Linked DNA regions of Oryctolagus cuniculus: region 2 is linked to region 1. Evidence: chromatin contacts called from public Micro-C data. All regions are on one chromosome and are shown on one strand. Each heading gives the region's core, a stretch centred on a gene start, on an enhancer-like site or on the middle of the called end of the contact. The rest is flanking DNA. Distances are from core to core; before and after follow the strand shown.

Evidence for each region. A called contact is a pair of places that touch in the nucleus more often than the background predicts.
Region 2: a Micro-C map of ear pinna shows a contact between it and region 1, with 3 times the contacts expected there. The contact joins the enhancer-like site here to the promoter of APP in region 1. A contact is called at or near these places in 2 of 6 Hi-C or Micro-C datasets (ear pinna and an unstated tissue).

The regions. Positions count from the first base shown.
Region 1 is chr4:19,687,770-19,692,937 of mOryCun1.1, forward strand. APP (amyloid beta precursor protein) reads left to right here and starts at 3,003. Exons shown (of 18, transcript NM_001195669.1): 1 at 3,003-3,180. The coding sequence starts at 3,124.
Region 2 is chr4:19,865,993-19,870,806 of mOryCun1.1, forward strand. All of the region lies in intron 8 of APP (amyloid beta precursor protein), which reads left to right. Among named protein-coding and RNA genes, the nearest start is that of APP, 180 kb to the left of the region's middle. Within about 2 kb of position 1,384, at least 1 of the 8 cell types and tissues checked has an H3K27ac peak or open chromatin away from gene starts, as enhancers often do.

The sequences.
Region 1 (5,168 bases), core at 1,753-4,252:
TATCTCCAGGGCCAGTGGTGTAACGAATAAAGCCATAGACAGCAATGCTGATATCCCTTATGGGTGTTAGTTCATGTCTCCTCCACTTCTGATCCAGCTCCCTGCTAATGGCCTGGGGAAAGTGGCAGAGGATGGCCCATGTGCTTGGGCCCATGCTACCCACGTAGGAGACCTGGAAGATGTTCTTGGCTCTTGGCTTTGGCCTGGCCCAGTTCTACCATAACAGCCAACTGTGGAGTGCACCAGCAGGTGGAATTTCTCTCTCTCTCTCTGTAACTTTTTCAAACAAATAAATAAAAATCTTAATAGATGAGAAAATCCTGTCTCGAAACACAGCTCCATTTTGAGGGGCTGGGAGTCAGAACCTCAGCCGAATTATGCAGGAAATACAAATGGGAGATTTGGTAGTACATGTGACCAACCGGAGTCCGATGTAGCTGCTAAAGAAAAAAAAATTCACCTGGAATGTTAGGCTGCAGACTGAAGCAGCACTAGACAGACTATTCCACACTGCAGTGGTTGGAGTATGCTTGAAGTATTGCACGTAGACATACCAGAACACAGGGCGGGGAAGGAACCAGAAGCTACGCTGCTGATGCAACTACTGAAGGAAGTGCCTGTTCCATCTTGTAAGGAGAGGATTCCGGAGGCAAAAGCAGCATGAGAACTCCTGGCAAATCTGTGACGATCTGCAGTGTGGGGAAGAATTGCCCTGCCTGGTCACCGGGGATGCAGCGAGAATATCTGAGTGGGAGTTTCAAAGAAAGAGATGTAGGCTTTCAATGGGTGAAGAATTTTCTAGTAACCAGACTGTTCTAAGAATGTGCTGACTGAGGAGCTAGTGAATGTCTCCCACATGGAGGAATGCAAGAGCCAAGGCTGGGGATGATGATGACGTGGGGATCAAGCTGATGCTTGGCCCCTTCCCCGGCTTCCTAGGGCTCTGGCTAGCGCTGGGCCTGTAGCTCTGGCTAAAGGATTCTGGAAGATCCTCAGGGCAGGCAATGGCCATTAAATGCAGAAGAGAAATGTAAAAAGCTTGGGATCTCAGGACAACACATGGAGAACACCCAGCGTTCTAACAAGGTCAGCAGCGAGGCATCGTCCCGTAGGGAACATCTCGACCAGGCAATGTGTGAGTGTGGTGAATTCCAGCACTGGAAACCGCGACATCGAAGAACTCCAATTTTTATAGATTATAACCTCATCTCTGTGTGTTTGAATTTCATGCTCCAGCAGCATCTGTTATTCTTGAAAGCTACTTCCTCCCTCTCAGGCCCGGATTTATGGATGTGCAACCTGTGTGGTCTCACAGGCCCTGCACCCAGCAGCAGCCCACACGTGGCGCGTCTGCTGTTGCCATCCTAGGGTTCCTAATTTTGGAACAAAGAGCCCATATTTTCATTTTGCACCAAACCCTGCAAAATGTATAGCTGTTGCTGCACCTTCCAGGGGTCTTCTCTTGGGGCTTTTTTTTTTTTTCCTCAAAGAAGCCTGAGACAGATTGGAAATCTTGGTTGTAGGTAAATGCGTACGGGAAGCAGCGGGCTATGGAGAGTCCAAGCTGGGTTCTTCCTGTAGCCTGTTCCTTGCTGCCTCTCCTCCTGTCATTCACTTGCTGTCAGATGTGGGAGGGGTTCAATAGCTTCAGTTTCCTGACTTACAAACAGGAATGCCAGTAAGGGGCCTGCCTCACTTTTGCAGGTGGGAAACGGCATGAAGCACGTAAACCCATATTGCATGGAAACAAGCATTTGTGACCATTTGCTGAGGACAAAGGACAGTGAGTCAGGACTGAACACCTGGGGCAGGGGAAGAGAGAAGATGACATGGAAGGGAGCTGGGAGATAAATGCCCACTCCTCAGGAAGAAAGTCTGCAGCCCCCTTGGCTGGACACTGTCCAGCAGTGCACCAAACAGGTGACAGGAACCACAGGCTGCAGTGCAGCTCGTGGGAAGGGCCAGAGTCCTCCCCGGCTTCACCGCCTCCCACCCGCCAGCCCCTGCGGACTTGTAGCCTCGGTGACACGCGCTACTTCAGCTCAGGAGCAGGGGACACATCTGGGAGGTTCCAGATCATTCTAGACTAGCTGGACCCTGCGCACTGGCCTGTTTGTATGTAATCAAGGAGCAGTGGCTTTGCGGAAGGTTCACTTCTGTTAACTCTGAGCAGACACAGGGAGAACAAGGACCGAAGGCGAGGTCACTGACAGTCCCTTTCTCGGAAAAAAAAAAAAAAAAAAAGAAAAGAAAAGAAAAGAAAAGAAGGTAAAACGAACATAAATGCAAAAAGAAAAAAAAATAACACAAAACCCCGTCTTTCAGGAAGAAGTAAATGGGTCGCCCGATTCTTGCCTAGGTCCACAGCTTTTTCTCCTTTGGTTCAATCTAAAGATAGACATTCCAGGTTGCTGCCGGCTGCTTTTGACATGAAAAAAAAAAAAAAATGAGGCTTTTGCTCTCTGAACAAGCAAAGACATCCTAGTGCCTTGAAGCCTCTCCTGCTCCCATTCTCTCCCAGAAACGCCTGCCCCACCTCTCCAAGTCGGTACAAAAACCGAAATGCGGATCAAGACGCAGCCCAGCAGCAGCCCTTTATACGACGTCCCCGGGAGGCCTGCGGGGTCGGCTGATTCAAGCTCTCGGGAGCGAGCAGGGAGCGCTCCCGACTTTTCTGGAGCCCAGACGTCCTAGGACTCACCTTCCCCCGATTGCGCACCGTCCCTCTCCTGGCCCAGGACTCTCCCTCCCACTGTTCCCAGGTGGGCGCCGGCCGGCGAGGGAGGAGCGCGGGGCGCTGGCGCGGCGCCCACAGCGCTGCACCTGTGGGCGCCGGGGGCGCGGGCCCCTGCGGGCGTGAGCGGGCGCAGCTCCCCGGCGGCTCCGCTAGGGGTCTCTCTCGGGTGCCGAGCGGGGCGGGCCGGATCAGCTGACTCTCCGGGCTGCGAGCCCTGCCGCCGCACTCCGGCTTCGTCAGTTTCCTCAGCGGCGGTAGGCGAGAGCACACGGAGCAGCGCTGGTGCGGGACCCCTGGAGACGGCGGCGGCGGCGGCGCGGGCAGAGCAAGGGCGCGGCGGATCCCACTCGCAGAGCAGCGCACTCGGTGCCCCGCGCAGGGTCGCGATGCTGCCCGGTTTGGCACTGCTCCTGCTGGCCGCCTGGACGGCTCGGGCGCTGGAGGTGGGTGCCGCGCCTCGGAAGGGGGTTGGGTGTGTGTGTGTGGCGGGGGGACATTACCCCCCCCCAGTCTCTAATACGGAGAAGTCTGGGGTGGTCGCGGGGACCCCGCTGCCCTCCACCTCCGCTCGCTGGTGCCCTGCGCATCCCGCCCTCGGCCCAGCCCTGCCCTGGGGACGCGCGCTCCAGCCCTCGGAGGCGAGGGGTCGGCTGGGCGACCGGGCACCCCTGTTCACGGGCGAGAAGGGGAAGGGTCGACGCTAATGCTGGACCCCGACTCAGTCCTTACCTCGCGAGCGGGGGCTGGGAAAGGCGAGAGGCGTCCAGATGGGGGAAGGGGAAGGGAGCACGTGGGGGAAAAGCCGAAAACGCAGCGTCCCCGGATCCGGGGTCTGAAATCCGTGCCCTTGGCTTTCTCTGAGGCCCCGGGACCGCTTGGGAAACCGGGGGCCCCCCTCGCTTCTCTCTGCCTCCTCCGCCCCGTTTCACCTTCCTTTCCCGCCCCCCACTCCCTTCCTTGCCCAAATCTCCTCATTCCCCTTGCCGGCTGCCGGCGGCGGCCCCCCTGGCCGGGGCCGGCGTCGGGGTCGCGCACCGCCTTCCGCAGGCAAACTTTGAGCATTTCTGCGTCTCCCTTTTGTGTTAAGTTGCGAGAGATGGGAGGGGTCGGAGACCCAGAGCCAGCCCGAAGCCTGGGCGTCCCGGGCGTTCGCTCGCCCCTTCGGCTGCTTCCCCAAAAAGGGAGAGGAAGGGTCCCGGGAACAAAAGCCGCCGCACTCCGCCCTGGCGGGCCGGGGCGCGGTGGCTGAGCCGCGGGGGTCTCCGTGCGCCACGGAGGCTCCCGGCGCTGCGTGTCCGCCCGGGAGGGGGCTGGGGCTTCTCCGGGCGAGCCCTGGGGCCTCTCGGCTTCCCAGCCCCGAATCGCCTCCCGGGCGTGTGTGTTCCGTGCTGGGCTGCAGAGTCCTTGGGGGAGGAGTGCGCGGAGAGCGGGCTGTGCGTCTGGCAAAGGGCAGTGGCGGGTGATGGGGAGGCACGGGCTCTCCCCTCCTGGGCATCAAAGGAGGCGTTTGTCTGATTAAGGCGCGGCCTCCCGCCTGGCAGCTCTGGGGACTCTGGTTGAGTCCCCCCGGGGGCGCAGGATGCTGGGGAGGTCCGCAGGGTCTCTTTTTTTAGGGTGCAGATAAAAGGATTGAATTGAGTGAAGATTAAGACGGAGAAGATGGCGCCTCTGCAGTGCAGCAGAGAAAAGCTGCGAGGAGGCTGCAGCCTGGTGAAATCCACCCACCACTAGGTGTATAACAAGTCTGCCCCATTCATCCAACTCGCGAACCTTCAGCGAACGCCCTGCAAATGACTGCTTTTCTTTTTATCTAAAGATGCTCCGAAGTTGTTTGCTTGACAGTTGGGGCAGAGGAGGTTGCATTTTGCATCGGTTTTGCTCCCTGTCTTAACTAGTGCAGCCTCCCCTCCCAGTCCCCCCCCCCCTTTCCCCCCTACCTCATAGTAATTTTCCAAAAAAGCAATTTCCGGACTAGTGTTTTCCTGCAGTTCCACCGAAGCTGTGCAATCACACTATTACAGTTTCTTGGTCCGTAATTTGCAAGGTCATTGAACTTTTTTCCTCTCTGGTTTTTACCCACAAGTGCCTCAAGAATCACCTTAAGGCTACTTAAGATCGGTTTTTATTATTTTTTTAAAGAGTCCAAGAATTTGGTTTTCCATATTTTTAGAGAATGTATTTTCTATCTGATGACATTTGTATAATTATTTCACTTTTGCCTGATTCTCTAACTTGCAAATTTGAAAACACAATTAAATCATTAAAAGCATATCACAACAATTATTTTTGAAGCTTTTATCAGAACAAGTATTTAACTTTCTTGAGCAATTTTTTTTCTCATAAAAAGCAGCAGCCTGTAGGCACCTATGCTTCAGTTCTAATTTGGGGGCTGTTTGATTGCGTTTCTTGGCTTTTTCTGCTATGCTACTGG
Region 2 (4,814 bases), core at 134-2,633, 180 kb after region 1:
TTGTCCTCCTTGTCTATCCTGGAACTTGCCAGGCACTCTCCCTTCTTAGGGCCTGTGTGTGAGTTTCTGCTGCTTCCTGTCATGTTCTTTCAGCAGCAGCTAACTGGGAAGTGTCTCAATGTCACCTTCACAGTTCAGACCGGGCCTGCCACCTACTTACTGCTTGGTCTACACCCTCCTTGCACTCCCAACACTCCTGAACCTTCTTAACCCTGCCCTAACTTTTGTTCCCTCTTTTTCTCCGTAATACAAATCATGCACCAACATTATAGCTTTTTGTCTATTTTTTTTTTTTTTAATTTTTATCATGGTGGTGACTTTCTCCCCATGCTTACCATCCGGTAGGGGCTGTAATATTGGCGAGGTAGAGGAAGGAAGGGAGGGATAAGCAAGCACAGTGGCCCTGCAGCTTCTCAGATTCCTCTGACCTTCGAGGATTGCACAGAAAAATCACAGGGTGTATCTAGGAGGGGCTGGTCAGGCGGAGTGCTCCCGAAGTAGGGAAGCAGAATATTCACTGGAGGTAGCAGTGTGCTCTGAATTAGATCTGCTTCTCTGTTGCATTTTTTTCATTTGCGTGTATAGGTTCCCATTGTCACTACTATTCAGGAAGGAAGGTAGAGCCCTATTTATCCTACCATGTCCTATAAGGCTTTTGGGACTAAAATGAGAAGATGAATGGTAAGGTCATTGAACAAGTTAGGAGTCCACACATGTGATGCTGGAGAGCTGCTAGTGATTAAGCCCCTGGAGATCAAAATCCAGAGCTAATGTTGTTTGTTGGACCCTGCATACTCACTCTGTTTTTCTGGAGAAAGGAGAACACCCCTGGCCAGCTGGATTGCCAAAGTCTTGAGTGAGCACATTTGAGTAGGGGCCTGGCGCTAAGACATCATCCATATTCCAGTGCTATAGGCTCCTTTGCCTGGCTCCTGTTTTATAGCAGTGCCTCTGGTAGAGGTCACACACCAGACAGCATCCAGGGCATGAACAGCTGTTTGATAGGAAACAGGCCAAGAGATACAACAAAGTATTTTTGGCCAAGTCATGTTGTTCATAAATAAAACAATGCAGCAGAATCCCTCTCCATTACCTGGGACATGTGGATGGATTTGCCCTTTAATGCTGTAAGACTTAGCCTTTTTTATGATTCTCCTATAGCTGAATTCAGACTCTATTTGTGTGTGTTTGTGTGTTAAATGATATTATTTTCCCTCCATAAGGAAACAGGGTAATTTTTCCCCACGTGTAAGAGCACGAGGAACATGCCTAGCTCATTGCACACCAGTGAACAGTGGCTGTTGCTACCATTTGGTTAGCTTGGAAACCTGGGGCTGTAGTATGGCTTCTAAGGCACCTCAGAGATCTCTGAACAGGATGAGCTGCTTGGAGGGAGTTTAAAAAACAAAGTTAAGGGCCGGCGCCGCGGCTCACTAGGCTAATCCTCCGCCTAGCGGCGCCGGCACACCAGGTTCTAGTCCCGGTCGGGGCGCCGGATTCTGTCCCGGTTGCCCTTCTTCCAGGCCAGCCCTCTGCTGTGGCCAGGGAGTGCAGTGGAGGATGGCCCAGGTGCTTGGGCCCTGCACCCCATGGGAGACCAGGAAAAGCACCTGGCTCCTGGCTCCTGCCATCGGATCAGCGCGGTGCACCGGCCGCAGCGCGCCGGCCGCGGCGGCCATTGGAGGGTGAACCAACGGCAAAAGGAAGACCTTTCTCTCTGTCTCTCTCTCTCACTGTCCACTCTGCCTGTCCAAAAAAAAAAAAAAAAAACAAAGTTAAAGCCGGTTTGTCCCACTGCTAAGTGTTTACCATGGCCTGTGCTGTTTGAGTGACCTGCAATGAACAACTTCCTGTTCCTTTTCTGCCCTGAGACATTTCCTGACATTCTATGAGCCACTCCCTTCCCAAAAGGAAATGCCTTTATAGGATAGGGACATAGGACACAGGATTTTCTACTGCTGCCACAATCTATGCTACCATGTACCTGGACTTCATCCCAAAATAGTAGAGAAATAGAAGCTGACTCTCTGGACTGACTCCTCCTTAAAAATCTTCTCCCCTTCCTCCTCACCTTCTGCAGGGCAGTGATAATAGAACACTAAGTTCAGTGTAGAATATCAGTGCTTGCTGCCATTCTTCTCTCCTTGACTGGACAGTGAGCTGGTTTCCTGGTTACCATGAATTTAGAACAGTGTCACTCACTCATACCAATGGAGGTAGAGGCTTAGTGTGAAAATCTACAAAGTTTGAATAGAAAGTGAAAAGAGAAACAGTGTCTCTGAAATTCCTCAAGTCAAATCTGAGACCCCTAACAAAGATTTACTTGAAGAGAAATTTGGAGAGAGAGAGAGAATTATGAGGAATTAGCCCATATGGTGATTATGGAGGCTGCTAAGCCCCATGGTCTATTGTCTACAAGGGGAGATCCAGGAAAAGTGGAGACATAATTCAGTCCAGCTCCAAAGACCCAGGAACCTGGGGAGTGGATGCCGTAGGTCCCAGTCAAAGAGGAGAACACCAGTGTCCCAGCTTAGTCTACAGGCAGGACATAGGGGCAAATCCCGCTGCCTTTTTGTTCTGTTCAGGCCCTCAATGAATTGGATGATGCCCAGGCAGTCTGGGGAGGACAAACTGCTGAGTCCACCCAAATCAAATGCTGCCCTCATCCTGAAGCACCATCACAATACACTTAGAAATTACGGTTTTCATCAGACACCCTGTAGCTCAGACTAGTCGGCGCATGAAATTAATGCAGAAATACTTCTTAATTAAGTGGAATTAATTGGTAATATACTATTTGTATTGCTTCTGTGTGCCTGAAAAGAAAGTTTAATACTTGAAATATTCTTAATCCTGTTAAAGCTAAACATACCTTGCATACTTATTTCTTTATTATTCTTTTCTTAATATTGCAAAGCTACACCTCAGTTCAGTCCAATGAGATTATAGTGATTCAGATTGCTGTTTTATCCCCTTTGCATTATACATTAGATGATGTTTACAAATCATAAGAACTGAAGGAAATGATAAAATTTGCAAACCTGAAGAACTAGAAAAACTTTTTTCTACTTAGTAAATTTATGAGTCCAGTTTATGGAAGGGGGTGCCATGCTATTGGTTAAAAATGTTGCAGGCAGAAGGCTGTATTTATCAGTGAATACTGTATTTTTGTTTAATTTATTTAAGAGACAGAGCTTCCACCTGCTGTTGCACTTCCCAGTTGCCTGCAATGGTCAGGACTGGAGAGGACTTAAGCCACGCACTAGGAACTCAACCCTGGTCTCCCACATAGTTGGCAGTTACATGAAGCATCCCTAATGTCTCCCAGGATCTGCCCTGACAGGAGGCTGGAGTCAGGAGCCAGTATCAGGAATTGAACTTGGGCCTTCTGAAATGAGATGCAGGCACTCAAACTGGCATCTTACTCAGTAGGCTAAATGCCCACTCCCTATGTTTATATGTTTTTCTTTTACTTAAATTGTAAAGTATGGTTTGCTTAATCATGTTATTTTGCCAGATTTTACTATGGCAAAATGTTGCTGTTTTATTTTCTGTTTTTAAATTGCTCTCATTCACACTCTATCAGTAAAGAAGAGAAAATGGTTAAAACCATGGGAAACAAATTTAAAATACTCAATAATACCTCCATTCCGAGTTGAAACAATTATTAAGTCAAAAATACTTGCATATTGACTTGCTTGAGGTTATACAGAAAAACATTTACCTTTGAGATATCTATCTATATAAAAGAAACTCATTCTTCAGTCTCAAAAATTAAGTACTCGCTTTCAATACTTCCAGCCCTGTATGTAAAATTTTTTTTAGAAAAAGACACATTACTTTCCCCTTAGGTTCTGTGTATAATTCATTTTCAGTGGATTTCATAAAGTAGCTGGTTTTTACCATGGTTTAGCAGAAGCATTAAAATTTAAGTAGGATATAATAAGCAGGACAGAGGAGCACCAACTTGAAGTACCTGGTGTGTCAGCCTCTCTCCTGGATGACTTATGTGTGGTGTGGCATGTTACCCGAAAGTCTTACCATGTTGTATTATGCCATCTCCGTTTGATGAGGAATCTGGAACATAGAATGCTTACATTCCTTACCCTTGATCACAGAACCGAGATCCAAAGCCAGGTGTGCTTCACTACAAATTCACGCATGCCCTTTCCTTCAGCCTCCAGTTTGCTATGAATGGGAGGTGGAATGTGAGTCCCTCGCTGACTGTCCAGGATGGGGACAGCTGTATGAAGGTTCCAGGATGACCTGTGACCCCTTCCTTCCCCCCACTTGAAAGGAGCACCTGGATAGACACACTAGCTGCTGTTATTGTGTGAGAAGTAATTTGTGATAGAAGTAGAAGGGAGAAATTCAGAAGGAATATTTATCATTAAATATATTATTCAATGATTTAACAAAAGATCCCTGGTTTCAGTTAATATCCTGAGACCTTCCAATTAATATTCCACACATTTCCTTATGCCTGTATTCGTAGAAAAGATATTTAACTTAGAGTTTAGTTTCAAAATGACTTAGCCATAAAATCTTCTTGTTCACATCCTTTTTGGGATATTATATCCCAAATATAACAGTCCAGTAATTAGATAAGAATGAAAAGAATGCTGGGAACATTGGTGATATTTGAATAGTCTTTTGAATAAAACACTTAATTTGATTTGACATGAGAACATAGTGAGAACACCTCATTTCATTTTTTTTATCTTTTTTTTTATTTAGTCCAAAGTACAGTTTATGGATTACAATGCCCCCCCATAATTTCCCTCCCACTCACACCCCTCCCATCTCCCGCTCCC